2 separate regions of the Sus scrofa genome follow, and region 1 is linked to region 2. A link is a contact called in public targeted proximity ligation data. All regions are on one chromosome and are shown on one strand. The core of a region is the stretch at or near the end of the contact, and the rest is flanking DNA. Distances in the headings are between cores, read along the strand shown.

Region 1 (6,882 bases), core at 3,971-6,470, 170 kb after region 2:
GTGACCTCATGGCCTTAATGGTCCTTCTAAACTTGTACATTCTAAGAAGCTGTAATTGACATAAAGGATGGAATGATGAGCTGACTATGATCAGGTAAGAGAGAGGAAGGATGGTAAAGGTCAACAAGCCTTCCAAGAAGGAAACTGAGTGGGAAGGAGAGTAAGAAGGGAGCACAAGAGAAGCAGTTCAGAAGAGTGGGGTGTCTAAAGGTCAGAAACCAATTCCCAGTGTGGGTGCAGAAGTGACAATAAATGTTTCGATTACTCAACATTCATTATACTACTAAATTGTTGGTGAAACGTGGAAGTCATTTGCATTTTCAGATTTACATCTCCTCCAACTTTCGTTTTACAGCAAGAGTTTTTTCAAGATGACTTAAAGGACCTTTTTCTTTAAATTGCAGAAGCAAGCATACACCCCACATTCAGCAGTGACTAACATTCTTAATTGTCTCCTCAATTTCTTGAAATTAGTTGTGATACTGTTGGGTTCAGTTGAAAAGTCATGCCAGTCTATTTAAAAGAAAAACCCTGTTGATCTCCCTGGAATTTTTTGAAAAATGAAGTTGGTAGGTGAAAAAGATATAACCTTGAGCTGGAACACAAAGAACTAAAAGTTAAGTGGAAATGAAATGAGTAGGTATCTTCTTCCTGCTGCATTAACAGAGCTCATGTTTCAGACACTCAGCTGCAGCTTCGTGCCTTTATCGTATAGTGTGAATTCCCCAGAGCCTTAGTCATCATGTCCTCTTGGTGCATGATATTTAGATAGGCATCCTAGTTGTTTTCCTTACTAGAGCACTAGCTAGTCAGTAATTGGCAATTTGAACTCTCCTCAAAGATGGGAATGTAAAAAGAGATATCCTAGGGAGTTCCTACTGTGGCTTTGAGGGTTAAGGACCCAACATTTTCTCTGTAATGATGCTGATTCAATCCCTGGCCTTGCTCAGTGTGTTAAGAATCCAGTGTTGCAGTAGCTGTGGCGTAGGCCTCTACTACAGCTCTGATTCAACCCCCAGCCTAGGAACTTCCATATGCTGTGGTTATGGCCATAAAAAAAAGGAAGAAAAAGAAAGAAATGTGAATGTTCTGGACCTCTGTTTACCAAAGGAGTAGGTTAGATCAAATCAGAACTGGCAAGTACACGTTTTCCCAGCTGCTAACCTGGATCAATCAGTAAAACTACCTGGAGCTCTGGGTAGAAGGAGATTTTGAAACCTAGGGGAAAGACAACAACAGTGAGTAGTAAATGCTAGATGAAGCCACCAGGCAATCTGTATTTCCCTAGTCATTACCCCTCCTACTATCCTAAGCTATTTTGATGAAGCCTTTTCTCCTTTCAGATATACGGTCCCACCACCACATCCACCCATCTACCAGCATCTACAGCTCTACACTGTGCCTTTCCTAAACGTTACTATTCTGTTCTGAGACACTATCATCTTTTGCCTGGAACTGCAGTAGTCTCCTGGTTCCATGCTTATCTCTACTCTACAGTCTATACTCAACAGAGTAGCCAGAGTTATCCTCGAAAGCTTAAGTCAAGTTATATCTCTTCTCCGCTCAGAACATTTCTCCCCATTTTGCTCTGAACCAAAGTCCTTTAGAGAGTCACCATGGCCCACTTAAACCACCCTTTTCCCTCCACTCTTCTTTCTACCCTCCCTTTCTTCCTGGATCACTATCTCCAGCCAGAGTAGCTTCCTTAAACCATAAGCAAGACTGGGATGCTGCTGCCTTAGGACCCATATGCACTGACTTGACTGTCTTCACCTCTGCCTCCCTCCCCCCAAAAAATATGGATGGCTAATTCCCTCATTTTGTGAAGCTTTTTCTTAAATGCCACATTCTCAATTAGGCCTACCTTGACCATCTTATTTAAATGACAACTGCCACTCTCTCTCTAGCACTCCTCATCTCCCTAACTCTCCTTATTTTTCCCAAAGTATCTCTAGCATATTACATATTTAAATTATGTATATACATGGTATACATCGGTCTCACCTCAAGAAGAGGGCAAGCATTTTTTTTTCTGCTCTTGTTTCATTGATCAAAATCCAGTCCCAAGAACAGTCTAACACATAATTGGTATGTGTAAATAATTGGTAAATGAATGAATAAATGAATAGTATCTGGCATGGGTGTGGGAGGGAAGCAGGGAAGCATTCACCTCTGGAATGAACAGTCTCAAAGGCATCCCAAATTTGACATCCCCTGATTTTTTTCCCCTCAAAAGTGAGCATGCATTTAGTGCTCGGAGTTCTGAATTCTTTAAGGAACATTTAAGCCTGGATATAGGACAGGGTAGAAGGCTTTCATTGCCCTCTGCTTTTTCATCTCAACTCTTGTTTGCTTTCCACCAGGGAAGAAGAGGCTGAAGGCCCCAAGGATTCTTCTCACACCTAAATTTGTCCACATTTATTGGACCTTCAAAACAGAGCTGATTGAGTGATGTGCCAAAGAGAAAACTGCTGTCCTCTATATAATTTCACTTCCATAAAAATAGTAACCAAAATCCCAGGGATACCCAGAAAAAAGGAGGGTTTCTGTTGCATTCCCAGGCAAGCTACCAGTCTTGCCAGGATCTCTCTCTGTCCCCTCCCTTTCCTGCCCAGTGGTACCTGAAAGATTAACATCCAAGGAATATTCAGTTGACTTCAAGTTTACTCCGATTGGCATATAAGTACCAAGTGATTCCTAGAAGAGATTGTAAATGATCTGTGCTTGCCAAAAAGAAGAGAAGAGGTGAGCCTTTGAAACCTTGACTAAGAAAAGAGGTATATAACTAGAAAGTGAGAGACCCAGAAGACAATTTTATGAATTGCTTCAATATTCACTGTCTTGAGGCGTAACTTGGGTTCTTTCTATAAGACAGATACTAGTACTTTCTCACTTCTGCTCCTTCTTTCTTCCTTCGAGCTGCCATCTCATCCCTGTGGGTACTGGAGGTAGAGACACACATTTATAACAGTTCTCTTGGATAACTTGGATTAAAGGGAGAAAGGCAGTCCCTCCAGTGATGTTGGCTATGAAGGAGGTCTGGTTCATCAACTTTAAGGTTACTTCCATCTGGCGAGTTTCAAAAAGCTGCAGCATCCTTTGAGAAGAGACCTAGCATGTGTTCTAGGGCCATGTTTTAGGAAACCCACCAAATAAAATAATTTGCAACTAGTGGGAACTCAGATGAGCAGCACCCTAAGTATGCTTTAAAAAGGATGAGGGGAGGAAAGGTTATGTTTTACTACCTTAACACATTTTTCTAGGTCTGGCCCTATAGATGATTAAACCAAACATTCCAGAAGGCATGATTCCCACATTCTAATTTAGAAACTTGGGGACTTCATGCCTCATATTTTCTCAAGAAATCATTTTATGTTCTTTCCATCTTTTTAGTAAAGTGGATTTCTTAAGTATATAAATATAATTTATTTTGTGTAGCATTTAAAGTCATTTCAAGTAAGCAAGTTGGAAAACCCAGAAAAAGAGATTGTGTGTCTTAACGCAGATCACTTTTGGAGCTTAAGAAACTGTAATCATGATTTCTGTAGAGCTTATTCATGTAGAATATTGTCATTTGTGTAGGAAAAGTGAGAAAGTTGTAGACAAAAATCATCCAATGTCTTGTCATTCAGGGAGCTAACATTCCTCTCCCTCCCCCCAACACTCTCTCCAAGAGCATTCTTTGCATAGATAGGTGATATCCCACACCCTGAGGAATAATTAGAAAGTGGTTGGCCATCTGAAGACGGCTTCCATTGGATGGAACATATCTCTTGGTGGGAAAAAAGTCCTAGGAAATTAAGGGGGTGGTAGGAGTCAGTATCATCTTTAAATGAACTTCAGACATCATTAGTTGTACATGTCATTATTTTATGTACCAGGAACAAATAAACAATGCCCACAAGTAACTATGACACAGTGCTTTCTCATCACCTAAAAGTGTTATTTTATACTTAGAGAGAGAGACTGTTAGTCTTTTTTTTTGTTTGTTTGTTTGTTTGTTTGTCTTTTTGCCTTTTTCTACGGCCACTCCCGTGGCATGTGGAGGTTTCCAGGCTAGGGGTCTAAACGGAGCTGCAGCCGCCGGCCTACTCCAAAGCCACAGCAACATGGGATCCAAGCTGCGTCTGCGACCTACACCACAGCTCACAGCAACGGCAGATCCTTAACCCACTGAGCAAGGCCAGGGGTCGAACCTGCAACCTCATGGGTACTAGTCAGATTCCTTAGCCACTGCGCCAAAAAGGGAACTCCGAGAGACTGTTAGTCTTAATTAGATTTTTCCTTACTCTTTTTCACACATAATAAGGGAAATACACTTGGAAAAAAAATGGCTATGTTCAAACTTCCTCCTTTCACAGCTCAGCAACTCTGCACCACTTTGTAGTTCAGAATCTTTAAGGCTCATGTTTTTTCTACCTGAATCCACATTGTGTGCCATCATGAGCTTCAGTGATGTAGTGCCTCCTAAAGGAATCCATGAAAAAAATAACAATGGGGCAGTTCCCACTGTGGCTCAGCAGGTTAAGAATCTGACTAGTACCCATGAGGTTGCAGTAGGTTAATGATCTGGTGTTGCTGCAGGCTGTGGTGTAAGTTGCAAATGAATATTGCTGTGGCTGTGGTGTAGGCCAGCAGCTGTAGCTCTGATTCAGCCTCTAGCCTAGGAACTTCCATATGCATAGATGTGGCCCTAAAACAACAACAACAATGACAACCTAATAACCATGAACACTGGGCTCTTAAGAAGACCACAGTCATGTTACATAATGCTCACTTCCTTGTGAGGAGCTCTGCTTCAGGAATATGCCTGATTTTCCTCTTCCTTTAAATTTCCCTCAACCGTTTGGTTTCTAGCGGTGAAAAGGGTGCTCTACCCTTTTGCCTCTGACATTTTATTCTAAGCCCTCATACTTAATTCACTGTTTCTGACACTCATGCTTTTGATGATTGCCTTTTAGGATAATCACAGGAAGCATTTGAGTCATTTGATGAGTTTTATTCTTAATTTTTGTTAAAACCTTCAAGCCACCTCTGAATTTCTTATGCCTACATATACATCATTATAAGGAACTCCAACATAGTCTTCCTTTGAGACCACTATTCATGAGATCAAGTAGGAAATAATCCCTAAAATCAAAAAGATGTAAGAATCCTTAAGATTTGTCTTTCATTTTGGCTGACTGAAACCTGCATTTAATAAGCATTGAAATCAAGGCATGAGTAAGAAGTGAATAATGCAATCACTGCTTGAGCTAATAGGATTTTGTGACAATAGCTTGATCGAATAATTACATTCAGGACAGATTAAAATAAATGCCTCAAGGTGATGAAGTGACATCTTTTGATTCTAGAAGTAGATAGATGTTGAGGAAAGTGGCAGATACCCTGATTTTCAGACTAAAATTCGGTAATTTTTCACAAATCTGGGATTTGTAAAAACACAGGCCAATTTACATTGTTGTTCCAGAAACCAGGTGAGGACACAGTCTAAGCGGTTCTTTGTTGGTTTTTCATAACCTCAATGCTTTTGTCGGTCCCTTTATCATTGCAAAGGAGAATCATAATGATTTATTCTCCCTACATTTGGTGTAGTCTCCGAAAACAACCTGATTTTCTATAATCTTATTTTCTTCATTGAAATCTTTTCATTAATTCTACTTAATTTCCATGTCTCAGTGAGAATGTTTCTATCAGCAGATCATACAAGTGCAATCCATTCCTTTGCCAGGTCATGTTTTCCTAGTTCTAGGGAGGGAAAGGTTATCACTGTACCCATGAGTCAGTTATAAACAGCACAACTGAAGCAGAAAGTTGACAAAATTCTGGAGAAGATGTATTCAAATTCAAAACTTCCACATCATGCCTAAAGGTGCTTGAAGCATTCTGCAATCACTTATCTCAAAATGGGTCAACAGGCTAAACATTTGGACCTTGTTCTGCCCCTAGCACTTTTTAGACCTAAAAAAATTATGTTTTTCAATAGGAATGGTTTTCCTTAATAGGGAGCAGGCTGGCTGTTATTCTTTTTATCTTTAGGCTAATTCACCAGTACCGATGGCTGTATATTCAGCTAATGCCCAGATGTGAAAAGTGAAGCCCTAAACTCTTAAAAAAGATTGTGAGTGTGAACAATGGAAAGTAAGTGGGGAAGCAGATTCCACCGCTCAATCCTGAACTGTCCAATATGCCAGCTATAAGCCGTATGTGCTAATCCACATTAAGAAATGTCATGTGTGTATAAAGTACAGCTGAGATTTCAAAGGTTTAGTAAGAGCAAAGAATTAAAAATACCTCAACAAATTTTACCTTGTTGTATTAAATAGATTGATTCTGTTAAGATGATATTTCAGATATATTGGATATACAAAATATGTTATTAAAATTAATTTTTCCTTTTCATTTTACCTTTTTAAAAATTCATATATGTGGCTTACATTGTGTTTGTATTGCACAAATCTTGTCTAACCTATTCAAAATGAGGCAACTTATCTCTTCTGCAGTGGGCTCTGCCAAAGGTATGGAGTCATTAAAACGGGGCTAATCCATGGTCTGTCACTGGTTGGGCTTTGCAAATTTAATTAGTTTAATGGAGCGCTGGCTAAGAACAAGGTCCATATGGTTGTTTTCCCTTCAGTTAAGGGCAAAAATGTGTAGTCACTTCTGCTGAAAACGGAGGTCTGTAGTTGTTATTGTAGTTACTCTTAATTGGGATGGAAAAATAATCTGAAAACCTGTACTTGATTTTCATAGGGGTTCATGGGGGAAAAAACTATAAATTTAAAATGCCCTTATAGGCTTTTAGGAATTTTCAGACCTTGGAATATTCTATCAGTGTCACATCTGGAATAATTCCACCATTCTTATTAAGTAAGCAGCAAG
Region 2 (7,223 bases), core at 207-2,706:
CCAAATAGAGGACCTGTGGGTGGAAAGGGGGTATAAATTGTTCAAGACAACTTTGTGTGTTAGTAAAGGTAGGGTTGCATATGCTTTAATTTTTCAATTGACATTCACACTTTTTAAAAACTCGGTGTTGTAAAAACACAAAATCTAATCACCACAGCTTTTTAAAGAGATATCCTTCAAAGCAAAAAAAAAAAAAAAAAAAAAAAAAAAAAAGTAATAATTATGTTCATGATTATAAGCATACTGACATTTCTGGGCTTCCTTCTTTAGTTTAAAGTTGATGACAAACTTTTTTTTTCCAAGCAGGTTGGGTGAGTTTTAATGGAAACAATTCAGGCTGATGTTGGTATTTTATAAGAATTCCATTTCTCCCTTTAATATCCTTTCTCCTTTGTATTCCTTGGACACCGCTCCCCATAAGCCACCTGGGATTTCTCTTCCATTCACTAGTAGGTGAGGCAGTTTGCTATCCCTTCCTATGTTATGATCAAAAGCCGGAGATAATGACTTTCCATTGTTACACTGGGGAAATGAACAAAACAACAAAACATCCTATAAACAATGGCTCTCACTGCAAAGGAGGAAGTGTCTTCAGCAGGAATCCCTAGAACCCAGTCTTTTTGTGGAAGTGCCTTCATCCCAGAAGGAATGTGGGAAAATCTGCCATTTCCGAGAATATTTGAACACTTCCAAGAAGTATCCTTTCGAACCTGAAGGTCAGAAGAGGTAGAGAGAAAGGAAGAAAAATTTTAAAAGTGAGAGAGTGTTCTTCAAAGTTGGCTACACGAAAAATTAATATGCCTTGCCCTCTCTGGGGCCGTCAAGCCCACAGAATATGGAATTCAGCTGTCTTTTGATGTTTGCCCTAGCAGTTTTATCTGTGAAGAAAATACAGCATGATAAACAGTGTGATTTCCCAAAGGGAGGGGACTTTGTGGCTTCTTAAATTGGAAAGTGTTACATGTACTTGGATAAAGCTGATTAATGAATCTTACTTGTAAATTTGGCCAAGGTTAACAAATCCCTGTGATAGAATATATATACAAATTATAAAAGACATAGCATCTGAGGTTTTTTCCTCCTTCTTTTCCTTTTTCTTCCCTTTAGGAGTTCTGTGACCATATATAGCCATGGCATCAGCCTACAGTCTGTAGGATTAAAGCTTTCTGTTTAGATTCATAGATGAAAGTCTGGGGTAAATGTGATTATTATAAACATTTCTTGATTACTAGTAGCAATCTTTCTAATCCTTCCTGCATTAAGAGGGGCTTATTGTAATTTTCTTCTTTTTAAAAAATTACTTGGCTTTTGCAGCCATACATGCCTTGAAAAAGCATTGAATTTGCTCCAAAGAGAATAAACAATGCTTATAAATTAAGGAATGGCTAAGACATTGCCTCCTGATTTCATGTACGAATATAGCCCTGCTTTTGGTTCTCCGTGACTGCCTGAGAGACCGACTCTGGCCCTTGTTCTGTTGTAAAACTGTGTTGTCTGGCTGCAGGGCTGCTGCTATGGCAACAGAGGAACCAGCGATGTCACATGCTCAGAAACTGCTTGCCAGAGACGGTGTTTCCACAGAATAGGGTCAACTCTGCATGGAGACAGTTTTACACACCCCATCACAAAAAAAATATAATTTATCCTTTCATTCTTTCACAGTCCTTCTTGAAATACATTTGTCTCTGTTTGTTCCATCTCCAGAATCAGATAACATCTCATAATAATAAAAAGAGCTAGGATTTATTGAGCATTTACTATGTGCAAGTTCTTTACTTTCATGATCTCATTCAGTTCTCACAAAAATCATAGGAGGTAAAAGATATTATTTTCATGTTTTCTTTTAGGACTTGGGAAACTGGGGCTTGATCAAATTGAAGTCAGCCTTTGCCAGGCTCCAAACCCATGTTCAGAGTTACTGAAAACTATGTATGACTGGTCAGGTCCATGATAGCTGACAGGGCAGTCCTGAGCTTTTTCTCTTTTCCCTCTTATTTTTTCACCCCTAATCCCTCCCTATTTCTGAAGTTATGATGCTAATATGTAGCAATTTATTTTGAGAAGTTTTTTTCCATTTTTTTAAAAGCTGATCTCTAGATTGGAAGGAAATTTTAAGTCTATGTAGAGAACAGACTTGTGGTTGCCAAGGGGGAGGGCGAGGGAGTGGGATAGACTGGGAGTTTGGGGTTAGTAGATGCAAACTATTCCATTTAGAGTGGATGAACAATGAGGTCCTGCTGTACAGCACAGGGAACTGTATCCAATCCTTGAGATAGAGCATGATGGGAGATAATATGAGAAAAAGAGTGTATATATGTGTGTGTGTGTGTGTGTGTGTGTGTGTGTGTGTGTGTGTGTGTGTGTGAGAGACTAGGTCACTTTGCTGTACCACAGAAAGTGGCTTAACGTTGTAAATAAACTATAATTTAAAAAAAAAAGAAGAAGAAAAGAAAATACAAGTCTATGCTTGAGCTCCAAATGCTTGGGCAAAGAGCCTGAAATGAAGTAAACTGGACCCATTTCAGAAGTGGAGCTGAGGGACCACTAGTATCATACTTAGAAATCCTTGAACCTTGGGCACAATTTGGCCAAAAAGAGATCTTTTCCAACTGTTACCCCCTTGCAACAAATTTATCTGAAACTTGGAGCAGAGGAAGGACAGAGAGTTTTACTTCTCTCAAGTCAGAAAATGATATTTAGGTGGAACTCTTAGGAGTGATTGCAAATGACTCCTAGTGTGTTAAGCGAAAAGACTAGGTAAAATGCCCTGAATTTTGTATCATTTAAGTATTGGGATTAAATTCCTTAATCTATCAAGTTTAACTTCTCTGACTCTCCATTTCTTTAATTTGTAAAGTGGAAATGATAATTGTAGGACAGCCTTAATAATGTTGTTAGTAGCGAAGTTGTCGTAATTAAATAAAGAAGACAAGTGTGCAAGTGTTTTGTAAATTGTAAAACACCGAAGTTCGAATTAATTTCTTGAAATACTGACCAAGAATAGAATGCAGGCTTTCTTTGCTTCCATTGGAACATATTTATAGGATCAGGGTACTTTGTAAATTGAACGTATTTTGTTACTCTATCAGAGTTCAACACACTTTAGCAAGAAGCTCGAGTTAGTCTGATAAGATACCTAAGGCATACAATTTTCACCCGGAGATTGTGTTTGACTCAGAAATAGTTTAGGCTGTTAATTATATAGGAAAAAGCAAAGTCGCTTCAAAAACAACAGGAGGCCAGTGAAGCCTTCTCAGGAGTTTGAGGTGAAATGAAGGGGAAAAGAGAAAAGAGACATTTGAGAGCCTCTTGGAGAGAAGTTGTTAGCAGGGAGGGTGTGCTGGAAGGAAAGCTGGAAATGCAAATTGATTTCTTATGGATCCGGTGTCCTGTCCTCTGTTTAACCTGTGGGAACATGTCTGAACCTCAAGAACTCACCCACCTATGCTCTGGTTCTAGAACTAACTCTGAAAGATTTATCATTCCTGCCCATGCAGTGACTCAGTGATAAGCACAGAGGAAAGAAGCCTTTTTTCTTAATTTTAATATGTATTATATTGCTGTTGAGTCTGTTGCCCAGACTTAACATCCAGAATTTATAAATGTGCAGCTGTTAGAATACCATATCTCTCCATGACATATTTTCTAAGACTGCCAGGCATCCCATAAAGTTTAATGGTTATCTCAACTTTTTTACCTCTTTGTGGTCTTTATTTCATAGAGCTTTATCCTTAAACATATATCACAAAGATACAAACCAAAGGGAAAATTTCAAACTATTTCTTTCATGTTTCTAACCAGTGGTTTGCCTCATTCCTTTTCTACCCCATCAGCAAATAAAGAAAAATTCCTTCTCATGGTATTCAGCTCACAAAATATGCTGCCAAGCTTAACCCACAGCTGACTCCCCAGATTGGCTCCAGTCAATGGCTCTACAATTTAGCTGGAAAGACATTTATAAGAGCTGCTAAAGAGAATTCAAATGGACTGGCCAGGATTTTGTTTCCGGCCTATTCCATGGTATTGGTGTTGACACATATTGATAAGCCAGAGATAGAAGAACAGAGGCTGTGAGGCTGGCTAAGCCATGACCCAATAAGCATTACTTAATCAAGTGAGATTTGATGGGAGTAGAGTGAAATATCCCAAGAGAACTGATGGCTGGAAAATAAGTCAAAGCCCTAAGATATAGCATTGCCAAGACGATCTGTTTTTTCTTAAAATGAAGCTCTTGAAGCTCATGCACATTAATAATTAAGAGATTATGTGCTGATCCTTCTGTTCCCAGCTTAATGCTTTATGTCCTCAGCTAATGGTTGTCACGTAGTTGTTCTCTCCCTGAGGTGGAGGTGGCAGACACAGCTGTAACAACCATCTTCCATGATGACAATGTGAGGGTGGTAAGAACAGTAATAATAGAAAATGTTTCTCAAGTTTAATAAAAAAGGAAGAGGATTATCCTGGAACTGGCACATCCTACTTCTTCCCAACAAAATTCAGTGTCAGAATATTAACATTAATTAGGTTATATTCCTATAACAACTAGTGTATTAATAAGTAATGTTTAAGTAATATTACATAGATTTTAGGACGAAGTTGGGACCAATATAAGGATCTGAATTTTGGGTCTTGAAAAATCTCCAAGTGCCTAATAAGGAAGTGGGGAACCTGGCTTGACACCAGTTCCTGTAAACAGGATATGGGGTTTTTGTTGCCTCCAAGCTTCATGTGAGTCAGTGGTGTAATGTGTCTGTGAACAAAGCTGGTGTAACCATAGACTGCATCTTAGCAGAAGTAATGTATCCAGATCTTTAGATGTCCTCATCTCCCTACTCTTAGTATTAAGTGTATCACAACTTGAGTATTCAATTCCAGTTTGGACCTGCATGTTTAGATGTCATAGATAATCTAGAGGCGTCTAGATGAGATGGTGAACAATTATGGCAGAGTGGCACAGACTGATAGCATACATCCATTTGCCTTAATTGAGAGTGGGTGGGTGGTTTCCAACAGGATAAGGGAAAGACTTACTGAGCAATTCGGTAAATTGCATTTCCATTGGAAGAAGCCATTACCAATACTGATCAGAAATCAATAGAGCAGGGACAGAAATGGGGCTGGACTGCTATGTCAAGAAACCGTAAGAGTTCCCTGGTGACACAATAGGTTGAGGATCTGGTGTTGTGACTACTGTGGCTTAGGACACTGCTGTGGTATGGATTTGATCCCTTGCCCAGGAACTTCCACATGCTACAGGTGTAGTGAAAAAAAAAAAAAAAAGTCAGTAAAGGAAGAGGGGACATGTGGGTAGTATGAATGCAAAGGGAAAAGCCAAGGTTAGAGCTGGATGTTAGAGTTGTTAACAGTGTAATGTCAGAGAAGGTAAGCCAGGGTCAAAGACAGGAAACTCAAGGTTGTCTGGAAGACACAGACAGGAGACTGAGCTATAGACTCAACATTTGATGTCCCAGGAAGTAAATGGAGGCAGAGACTAGGAGGAGGAACCAAGTATGCCAGAAGTAGCATCTCAGAAGCCAAACCAGGTGAGAGAGCTGGGACTGTTGATCTTATGTGGTATCATCTGCTTGGTTAAGTGAGAATTGGTATGTGCTTTTACCCTATGAAAGCTTGTGTCTGGGGGCCAGCACGATAGCAGAGGGCTTGGCTCTGCAGTAAAGCCTTACCATTCTACCAGTTTGGTTTTCTGAAAAATCCCTATGAAATCACCTAGAATCATGGTAATTCATCTGTCTTCTTTGACCACCTTCAAACCCTTGAAAATCGGATCCCAAAGGTTAATTCTGGTGGAATCGCAAGACGTTTGATTTTAATGTGTGTAACCTCAAACTGACAGATGAAGTCCTTTTAAGAGGACTTTAGATTGATTAAACTTGTTAATTACTGTCATTGGATTTCCTCCACGCTCTTTTTTTTTTTTTAATTCCTTGGCAATGACAAAATATGCCTAAAATGAAAACTACATTTTAATCAACATTATCAATGCCATTTATTTTTTAAAAACAAGCCTAACAATACACGGAAATAATGTTCTGGAGAGATCATAGTTCTGTATGAAGCACTTATGAATAATGAAAAAGATACTGGAATTCAGGGACAAAAAAAAGACCTAATTTTTTGGTTCTAGTAGTCCTACATCCCATCCAAATGACCTTGAGCAAGTTGCATAATCCTCGGTAAACCTGTTGTCTCATCTATATAATGAAGATCATCACATCTGCACAAGAGTGTATCTGGTGAGGATAAAACTAGGGAATAAACATGACAATTAACATTTATTCCACACTTTATAATTTATAAAGCCTTTCTGACGTTTATTATTCCATTTGATCTTCATAACAGCTTTGTGAGACCATTTTCATTATTGTGGGTTTTATATTTATTTTTCTGACGAAGTAACTTCCCCCCAGATCCCATATTGGCAAAACTGGGACTCATTTAACTTGCACCACATAAACATTTATTTTATGACTCGTATGTGCCAAAACTATTTGAAGAAGCACTGGCAACTGTAATAATAATGAAACTGAAAGCTAGCATTTATTGGGTGCTTCCCATAAGTTGCTCTAAGTATATATGTGTATTAGTCCATTTAACAGTGCTCATATGGGACAGGTGCTCTTTTACCTTCATTTGACAAAAAGGAAATATAAACTGTAAAAGAGGCATATCCATTACCCGTTTTTATGGAGCTTGTAATGTACTGGGAAAGAATGAATCTCTGGTTCCCTGGCTCCAAAATCTATTTTTTTTAAATATCATAAAGCAATTTTTAGACTCTCAAATGCAAGGCAAATGAGTGACATGTTTATGATGTAAATGTAGGGATGGACAGGTCATTAGATAAATGGAAAAACAAGCTTAAACACTATCTACGTAAGAAGGATCATTCCCAAAGAGATCTTCCCCACTGAAGGCATTCTTTTTTTTTTCTTTTTTTTTTTTTTGGCTTTTTAGGGCTGCACCCTTGGCCTATGGAGTTTCTCAGGCTTAGGGTCTAATCTGAGCTGTAGCCACAGGCCTATACCCTAGTCATAGCAAAGTCAGATGTGACCCTTGTCTGTGACCTCAGGTCATGTGGCAAAGCTGGATCCTTAACCTGCTAAGTGACACCAGGATGGAACCCTGTGTTCTCATGGATACTAGTCAGATTGTTTCCACTGAGCCACGACGGGAACTGCGGATTCTTGAAATGGTGTGATTAA

What was found.
Region 1: a targeted proximity ligation map of alveolar macrophages shows a contact between it and region 2. A contact is called at or near these places in 2 of 47 Hi-C or Micro-C datasets (both in embryonic fibroblasts) and 1 of 2 datasets of targeted methods (alveolar macrophages).

What each region holds. Positions count from the first base shown.
Region 1 is chr3:100,120,616-100,127,497 of Sscrofa11.1, forward strand. The region is part of intron 3 of SLC8A1 (sodium/calcium exchanger 1); the gene reads left to right. Among named protein-coding and RNA genes, the nearest start is that of SLC8A1, 300 kb to the left of the region's middle.
Region 2 is chr3:99,954,440-99,961,662 of Sscrofa11.1, forward strand. All of the region lies in intron 3 of SLC8A1 (sodium/calcium exchanger 1), which reads left to right. Among named protein-coding and RNA genes, the nearest start is that of SLC8A1, 130 kb to the left of the region's middle.